Linked DNA regions of Canis lupus: regions 1 and 2 are each linked to region 3. The links are chromatin contacts, called in public Hi-C maps. All regions are on one chromosome and are shown on one strand. The core of a region is the stretch at or near the end of the contact, and the rest is flanking DNA. Distances in the headings are between cores, read along the strand shown. Region 1 holds the start of ABHD18 (protein ABHD18). Region 2 holds the start of JADE1 (protein Jade-1). Region 3 holds the start of PGRMC2 (membrane-associated progesterone receptor component 2).

Region 1 (2,700 bases), core at 87-2,586, 270 kb before region 3:
GGGCAGTCCCGGTGGCCCTGCGGTTTAGCGCCGCCTGCAGCCCAGGGCATGACCCTGGAGACCCCGGATAGAGTCCCACGTTGGCTCCCTGCATGGAGCCTGCTTTTCCCTCTGCCTGTGTCTCTGCCTCTCTCTTTCTGTCATGAATAAATAAATAAAATATTAAAAAAAATTTTTTTTAATTGCAAGACATATAGTCCGTCTAGTAAATCAGAGACCAAAGACACACAGCGCCCAGGGAGTTTCAAACAAAGTGGTTAAAATAAAAGCTCGGTGCTTAAAAGACAAATGTGCAAAACTTAACATGGTCGTCGACAGCTTAATGTGTATCAATTAATTTTTTTTTTTTTTTGACATAGGCAGAGGGAGAAGCAGGCTCCATGCACTGGGAGCCCGACGTGGGGTTCGATCCCGGGTCTCCAGGATCGCGCCCTGGGCCAAAGGCAGGCGCCAAACCGCTGCACCACCCAGGGATCCCATGTGTATCAATTAATTTGACAAATTACGTTTCAAAGAAAATAGTCCCGTTTTCCTAAAGACAAAAAAAAAAATAGATACTTCATTGCGTAGTGAGACAAACTGTAACAAATCTGAATTACTGTCCGTAAAGTAGGCCCAATACAACCAGGATTAGGAGTCGAACTACATACAGTTCATCCTCAAACTCTGGGAAATTAAGTCAATATACTTGGCAAAGGGGAAAGGTGTGCCCGTTTCGTACAGGTTGACCTGCTAACAAGGTATCAAAAGTCATCGCGCAATTTAGCCAAACGGAGGAGTATCTTCAAGTATCCACTTAAAAGCATCATTTCGGAACCTCCGTGAAACGCGTGCAGCGAGGAGCTCCAAGGGGACAGGGAACGCAGGGGGCAGCGGGCGGAGGGCCGAGGGCGCGTCTGGAGGTCGGTCACGCCTTCCCCAGGGCCCGCGGGCTCGCCGCGCCGCCGAACTTCGCGCCTCGGCAGCAGGAGCCACCGCCGGATCGCGCGCAACCGCTGCGCGCGCAGCGAGGCTGACGCCGGACGAGGGGGCCAGCCCCAACAGTGCAGGAAGGTGAGGGGGCCTTCCTCCAACATCCGCTCACCTGCTTCCGGGTGTGCGGTCGCCTAAGAGCGGCTCCTGCTCAGCCTCCAACCCCAGGCTCGCCATGATTCCGCCGCCCCCGACGCGGTGAGGCCAACTCTCGCGACACCTCCTGCTCCCTCGCGTTCCCCTCGGCCGAAGCTGTCAGCGCGAGCGCGCAAGTGCGCGTGCGTGCCCGGCAATTCGGGGTGGGCGGGGCGAGGGAGGCGGGGCAGAGACTCAGTCACGTGGGAGGCCCGACGGCGCAGGGCGGGAAGAGGCCGGGGGCGGGGCCCTGCGTCCTCGCTCTCCTGGGGCGCGCGGGTGTCTCGGGCGCCTGGGACCGTGCGCGCGACGGCCTGAGAGGGTTCGGGGAGTGACGAAACGGCTCCCCCGCCTCCCCAGCCTTGGCTGGCTGCGCCCTTTGGCTCCCGCGTTCCTGGAGAGGCTGCTGTCGCTGCAGCTGGGGCTCCGAGGGAAAGCGAGTCCCGGGAGCCAGGGGAGCGGCGGTTCCGGGAGGCTCGGCGGCTGGACAGCAGGCGCCCTCGGCTCGGCCAGTGAGTACGCAGCAGGTCCGGGCCGCGCTCCCCGAGCCCCTGCGCGCGCTGCCTACGTGCCGGGAGGCAGGCACTGGAGGCGCGGGCTCGGCTGCAGGCGCGGGGGTCCGGGCCCCGCACGAGGCGGGGCTTCAGGGCGCGCTGTGGCCGCCCCGGGGGAGGCCGGCGGGCGGGCGGTCTCTGACCCGCCGTGGAAGGTGCAATGGTCTCGGCGCTGCCGTTGTCTCGCGCTGCTAAATGCAAAGGTAGTGCCTCGTTGGGGCCTGCGTGGGGCTGTGCAGGTGGGGGGCCAGCTCTTTCTAATCTGCTGACCCTCAGGTCGGCATCTCCCCGCCGCCTGCGCGGACGGGGCGATTTTCAGTCTTGCAAGATGCATGTCACTCCGCAGACCCTGCTGTTGTAACCTGGGGGTTGGAAAAGGCCCAGCCTCGGTGTAGCAGTGACCGGCTCCTTTCATCATAAAGATGACATTTTAATTTAATTTTTTTTAAGATTTTATTTATTTATTCATGAGAGACGCAAGAGAGAGACAGAGGCAGAGACACAGGCAGAGGGAGAAGTACGCTCCATGCAGGGAGCCCGACGCGGGACTCGATTCCGGGTCTCCAGGATCAGGCCCTGGGCTGAAGGCAGACGCTCAACCGCTGGGCCACCCGGGCTGCCCAAAGATGACATTTTTAGAAAGCACGGGTGTTTCAGTTTTGTTTCAGTAGATCTTGATGCAGTCTCTTTCCTGGTGCTTACATATTAACATCTTCTGCGAGTAGGCTTGTAAGCTAATTGGTAGCAGTGGTCATTATGTGTGTCATGATTATTGTTTTATTAGGACTGATACACTCTCATGTGATTTCATTTGATTACAACTGGTCCTGTGAGATAGGTAGAGCAGACACGTTTCTGTTTTATAGAGAACTAAGGTTCAGAGAAGTAGACAACTTACCCAGAGCCGCTTGGTGTGAAAGTGGCAGAATTGGGACTCAATTCGGTTAATTCGACCAATATTTATAAGCAGCTTCCCTGTGCCAGGCCCTATATTAGTTATCTGTTCTGTGGTATATAGGCCATGACTTTTGGCTTTTGT
Region 2 (2,700 bases), core at 62-2,561, 470 kb after region 3:
TTGCCACATTTATCAGATTATTATGTTCTTGATGCAGGTGGATAGGTTGGTACATGATTGTGTGAAATCAAACCTGATAATGTTCGGAAGAGTTCTTCCAGCAGTTCCAACATGCCTTCGGGTTCAATATTCAGTTTTGTAATTAGTGATCACTCTTGCTATTTACTGAAGGGGAGTTTTAATCTGCACCCATGTCTTTTTTCCTTTGGAACCTAAGGGTCACATAGACTTCTTTTTCTCCTCTGTGTTAACCTCCACATAAAAAAGCAAATTTGTATTTTCTGGAATATTGGCAACCGGTTATTTTTACCCATACATACCCTCCCGGATAAGCCTCTAATGATTAATTTTACATTAGTCCGCAACTCCAGTTTCAGCTTTAGTGTCCATTCTCTCATTCCGAAGGCAATGTCCAGTCCTGAAATCCTGTGAACTAGAAAGGTGGTGTCTGTCCACTTATAAATAATCATTGCCCTCCAACGAATCAATCCTCACTTGCAATGATCAATGTCCGATACAACCTCGGGTGAAGACGCAAATCCATCTCCAAAACTGGATTCCCTGTATTTAAAAACGTCATCCCGATTCTCAACTCCCTAGAACTGTTACTACAAAAGAACTGTTTATTTTGCCATTCAGCCTAAAAATAAAACCTTTCACCTAGATCACACACTTTTTCTTTTAATAGTCACATATATATATATATATATATATATATATATATATATATTTTTTTTTTTTTTCTTCTTTCTGTGAAGAATTTCAAACTAAATCTGCGAGAATCCATTTCCAGGTACAAACAAGGAGATCGGACGAGAATCGCGACCGGGGCAGTTTGGAGGGGGGGATCTCAAAGCCCACCTTCCCGCCTGGAGACCCCCTGGAGAAGGTCCTGACTTGCAAGGGAAGCGAGGGGAGGGATCTCAAGGGCGGGACGGCGCCCCCCACCCTGCGGCCCGAGGCCCCGCCCCCGAGGCCCAGGCCCCGCCCCCACCCGCGGCCCCGCCCCCCGCGGCCCGAGGCCCGCGAAGAGTTAACGAGGGACGGAGCCCCCCGCGCGGCGGACTCCCGGCGCGCTCCCTCCGCCCTCGCGTCCCCACCCTCGCGTTCGGGCAAGGAGTAAAGTGCTCCCCCCTGTGGCAGCAGTGACCCAGAAAGGAGTTCGATTCGCACGGCCCCTCCTCCATCAGCCGCCGAACGCCCGTCCGAGAGTGCCTCCCTGCGCGAGGGCCGCGTGTGTGCGCGCCGGCAGAGCAGGGGCCCGCCCGGCTCCGCGCCCGCCCGCCCGCCCGCCCGCCCGGCTCCCCGCCCGCCCGCCCGCCGCGGCCCGAACTCATGCAGCGCGGAGCCGGCGGCGTGGAGCCCAGCGCCTCCGCCGAAGCCTTCCGCAGCAGGTAGGCGCGCGGGCCGCGGGGCGCGGGGCGCGGGGGGCGGGGGGCCGCGCGTGGGTCCGCGCGTGTCCGCGCGTGGGTCCGTGTGCGCGTCCCGGTACCGCGGCGGCGGCGGCGGCGGCGGCTGCAGGACCAGCCGAGAGGCTCAGCCATATTTGATGGTTTTGTTGCTCTGCTCGGGAGTTCTCGGGAGTAATTTAATGCCGAAGGTCGCTGCCTAGTGGAAATAATATAGTACGTCATTAATATGGCGCCAAAAGATTGGGTTCTCGATATGTAGCGAGCGAGGAGGGAGGGAGGGCCGGCCGCCGCCGAGCGCCGCGTTACTATCCCACCAGCAACTTGGGCATTGCCGGGGCGGGGGCCGGAGGAGGAGGACGAGATGGTTTTGGGATCCTGAGAATTGATCTGTGTTTGGATCAGTAAGTTGTATTATGATCCTTTTTCCAAAAAAAAAAAAAAAATTTTTTTTTTTTTTTTGCCGGGTGGGTGGGGGTGGTGGTGGCGCTGAAGACTTCGAGCTTTTCTTTTTTTTTTTTCTTCTTCTTCTTTCGGATTTGCGAAGAACGTGCGGTTTTCAGGTGAATCCTCCTTTACACGCGTGTAGGAGCAGAAGCCCAGTCTAGTTGGCTTTAGCGGATACACATTTAAAAAAAAAAAAAAGCCAAAGCGCATTAGGCTGCATGAAAGTGGAAAGCATAGTAGCAACTTGGTAGACAGATGGCAATGGCAGAACGCAGGTCCGCGTACATATATGAATCCGGAGTGTGTGTGTGACCGCGGCGGGCGGGGGGGGGCGACGACTGTATCTGTCCAGACGTATAGGTGTGTGTGTGTGTGTGTGTGTGCGCGCGCGTGTGTGTGTGTAGGTCCGTCTCGGCAGGGTGGCCGCGGCAGCCCTGGCGCTTGTCACCGCGTCACCACATGTCCAAAATATTCTGTGCATCAATGCAAGGGCAGGGAGCAGGGGGTGCAGGGACAGCTCGGCAGTCAGATCCTCCCAAATCGGGTTTCCAGGGAGCGGACCCTTTCACTCAAAGCGAGACTGCCTGCAAAGTGTAAAGCCCTTCACCGGTGAGCCCAGGAAGGAGTTGCCTCGGTAGAGCAAAGTACCGATTAACCGTGAACTTAAAGCGGATTGCAAACTGCAACCTTTGGCACCATCTGCAGACCGTGCAGACCGTGGGGGGTGGGGCCGCCTGGGCTTCGCTGCCTTCACCCGAGCGTGCGGCGTGCACCCCGGGACTGCAAGTTGCAGGAGCCCTTCGGTGCACGTGTCTGGTGCCTGTGAGTGTTTGTGAGTTGGGGG
Region 3 (2,700 bases), core at 168-2,667:
GGGTTTCTAACCCAACTACCCTGCACACACGGTTCTCGGAAAGCAAAGTTCTAAAAATCTCTAACTTGCAAAACTGGTGCACTGGGGTATGGATTTATGTAGCTCTTTTAAGTTTTTGCTGCTCAGTGAAAACACAAGTCATTATCAACGTGGATTTGAATACTTGCCTTCCTACTATCAAAAAAAAAAAAAAAAAAAAGTAAAAAGAAACCAGGCAGGCCCGCCTGCTGGGTATTTGAGCTCCACCTCCAAAACTCAGGGAGACTATCCTTGCCAGTCTTTATTAAGATCTACATTCTGGTCTGTCCTCATCCTACATACAGTGTTAATCTTGGAAAGCATCTCCATACTAAAACTGGTTTGAAAAAAAAAGTCTGAGGTGTTGCTTATATGCTCAGACTTCACAAGCTAAACGGTGGGGGCTTGGAAGTACGTGTACCTAAACGTGGCCTTATGGGGAATAGTAGAGAAAAGGGAGATCAGTGACAAAACAGAGTAAAGAAAGGAAAGCTGTGAATTACCTGGCCTACAAACTTTGGGTCCCTACATTAGGCATCTCCCGTCCCTCCTGCCCCCACCCATCCCAGGAATCAGAAAGCTCAAGAAAGGTAGTGGGCTAGCGTGACGGGCGACAACTGGGAAGATTCTGAAAAAAAAAAAAAAAAAATCAGCAGAAGAAAAAGCTTCGTGGAGGAACGGGATGGGAGAAAGAGGAGAGCTGAGAGCCGGTTCCTGGGGCGACACTGAAACCTGCACTTGGGCCGGGGGGGTGACCTGCAGGCGCCCGGAGCTGGGGGTGTGTGTGGGGCGGGCCGTCCCAGGTGCAGGAGCCAAGCCGCAGGGGTCCAGACGTCGGGAAGGCTGGGCAAACTAACCCGGAGCCCAGGGGCCTCCCCGTCTCGCGGGGGGTGGGGGGGTCGCACAGGAGCTGCAGGAGGTCCTCCCCCTCCCCTTCCAACTCCTCCTCACCCGGGCCGTAGAACTTGCTGCCTTTGGTCACGTCGAAGACTTTCCCATTGACCGCGAGCAGGATGCGCGGGGTGCGGGAGCCGTCGTACTGTCGCAGCTGCTCCAAGCTGAAGTCCCGCTTCTTCATGCGAGGCAGCGAGGCAGCGGGGCTCTCCTCGCCCGCGCCGGCCCCGGTGCCCAGACCCCGCCGCCCCCAGCGCACCCACAGCCGGTAGGCCCCCAGCAGCACCAGCGCCACCAGCGCCACGTTCAGCAGCATCTCCCCGCCCCCCGTCAGAAGCGCCAACGCTGCTGCCGCCCAGCCGCCCCCTTCTGCTGCCGCTCCCACGCCGCTGGGGCTCTCGCTGCTGCCGTCGCTGCTGCTCTCGCTGCCACTCCCCAGGGTGCCTAGCTTCACGTCCCCATCACCCGCCGCCATCACTGCCCGCCAGCGCCTTCCTCCTCCTCCCCGCCCCCTGCCCTCCCCAACCCCACGGCCGACCCCGCCCCTCTGGGGGCCTCCCAGCCAATGACAGGAGGGGAGGGGGCGGGGCCAAGCCTGCTCTCCATTGGGTGTTGAAGGGGTAACGTTGTCTCGGATCGCTCCCTCCCCCCTCCCTTCTTCAGCAGGCCGCGCTCGCGTGCGACGCCCCGCCCACCTCGCCCCACACTTCCCTGCTTTCGCTCAGCGCCTCGGCTTGCAGAAGTACAAGACGGGGAGGGGCGGGCCTGAAGAAAAGATGCAGCGCCGGCCGCGCGCGCGCGCGCATAGGCGGGGGGACACTACAGCGCGTGCGCGGGTTCCGGAGCGCCACGCGCTCTCCTTTCCCCTGCGCCTCCTCCGGGGGGCCGGCCCCGCCCGGTTGGTTCCCTCCGCTCTACGCGCGTGCGCCCCGGAATCGCTTCCCTTCCCAGGCTTGGGTTCGCGTCCGCGCACTCCCGCCTCAGCGCGGCGGCTCGGCACGGGGACTTCACGTGCGCCGGGGCGGCCGCGGAGGCGGAGTCTCAGTCTCGTGGGGTCGCCTTTTCGGGGGCGCAGGTTGGCGGCTTGTGGGAGGCCGCGACCCAGTTTTCATTACTGGCGCAAACTGTTGAGGGGCGTCTCTTTTTTGTCCCCCCCCGGGCGCCGTCGCGCCTGTCTGGAAGCCAGGAGCGTGGGCGCGCAGACAGAGCTGCCGCCCGGAGGTGTTGGCGACGGGCTGGAGCCCTCCTGGCGCAGGAGGAGCGCACGGAGCCCGCGCCGGGGCCGCTGGGCGCCCGGAGCCCGCTTGCTGTCTGCGCCGGCACCGAGCCGCCACCGACGGTGGTCTTGGCCGAGGCCGCTCCCGCAGAATTCGCTTTCAGGTTTTACGCTGAAGGTGCTGTTCCTGAATGAATAGTCTGTGGCGGTAGGGAAGTGGATAGAATGAGGCGGTCCTTCTGTTCCCTCATTCAGCTTTAACTCACGATTTCTTTTTATCTCCTTAGGTCCTTCGTAGTCTTTTAGGCTCCCAAGTCCTTAAAAACAAAACAAAACAAAACACAAAAAACCTGGCGTAAATGTCTCACCTCTGAAGCCTTGTTCTGGGCCCCTTACCTCAGGCGCTCATCTCACTGGACTTGGGCTTTCCTGCCCTGGTCTGTTTTGGTGTTGGTGAGTTCCCACACAACCACCCCAAGAACGGCCAGTTGTGGACTACCGGTGTGCCGAAAGAATGAAGGTGTGTTAAGGGAGTAACACTTTGGGTCTAATCTTTTTTTTTTTTTTTTAAG

Evidence for each region. A called contact is a pair of places that touch in the nucleus more often than the background predicts.
Region 1: a contact with region 3 is called in a Hi-C map of blood, with 2.7 times the contacts expected there. The contact joins the promoter of ABHD18 here to the promoter of PGRMC2 in region 3. A contact is called at or near these places in 2 of 9 Hi-C or Micro-C datasets (both in blood).
Region 2: a contact with region 3 is called in a Hi-C map of blood, with 3 times the contacts expected there. The contact joins the promoter of JADE1 here to the promoter of PGRMC2 in region 3. A contact is called at or near these places in 2 of 9 Hi-C or Micro-C datasets (both in blood).

What each region holds. Positions count from the first base shown.
Region 1 is chr19:13,791,546-13,794,245 of UU_Cfam_GSD_1.0, reverse strand. It overlaps ABHD18 (protein ABHD18), which reads left to right and starts at 1,336. Exons shown (of 13, transcript XM_038564690.1): 1 at 1,336-1,619. All of the region lies in intron 1 of MFSD8 (major facilitator superfamily domain-containing protein 8), which reads right to left.
Region 2 is chr19:13,057,454-13,060,153 of UU_Cfam_GSD_1.0, reverse strand. JADE1 (protein Jade-1) reads left to right here and starts at 1,311. Exons shown (of 11, transcript XM_038564644.1): 1 at 1,311-1,394.
Region 3 is chr19:13,524,880-13,527,579 of UU_Cfam_GSD_1.0, reverse strand. It overlaps PGRMC2 (membrane-associated progesterone receptor component 2), which reads right to left and starts at 1,417. Exons shown (of 3, transcript XM_038564665.1): 1 at 970-1,417. The coding sequence starts at 1,387. LOC102151797 (importin subunit alpha-8-like) reads left to right here and starts at 1,928. Exons shown (of 5, transcript XR_005373926.1): 1 at 1,928-2,306; 2 at 2,416-2,648.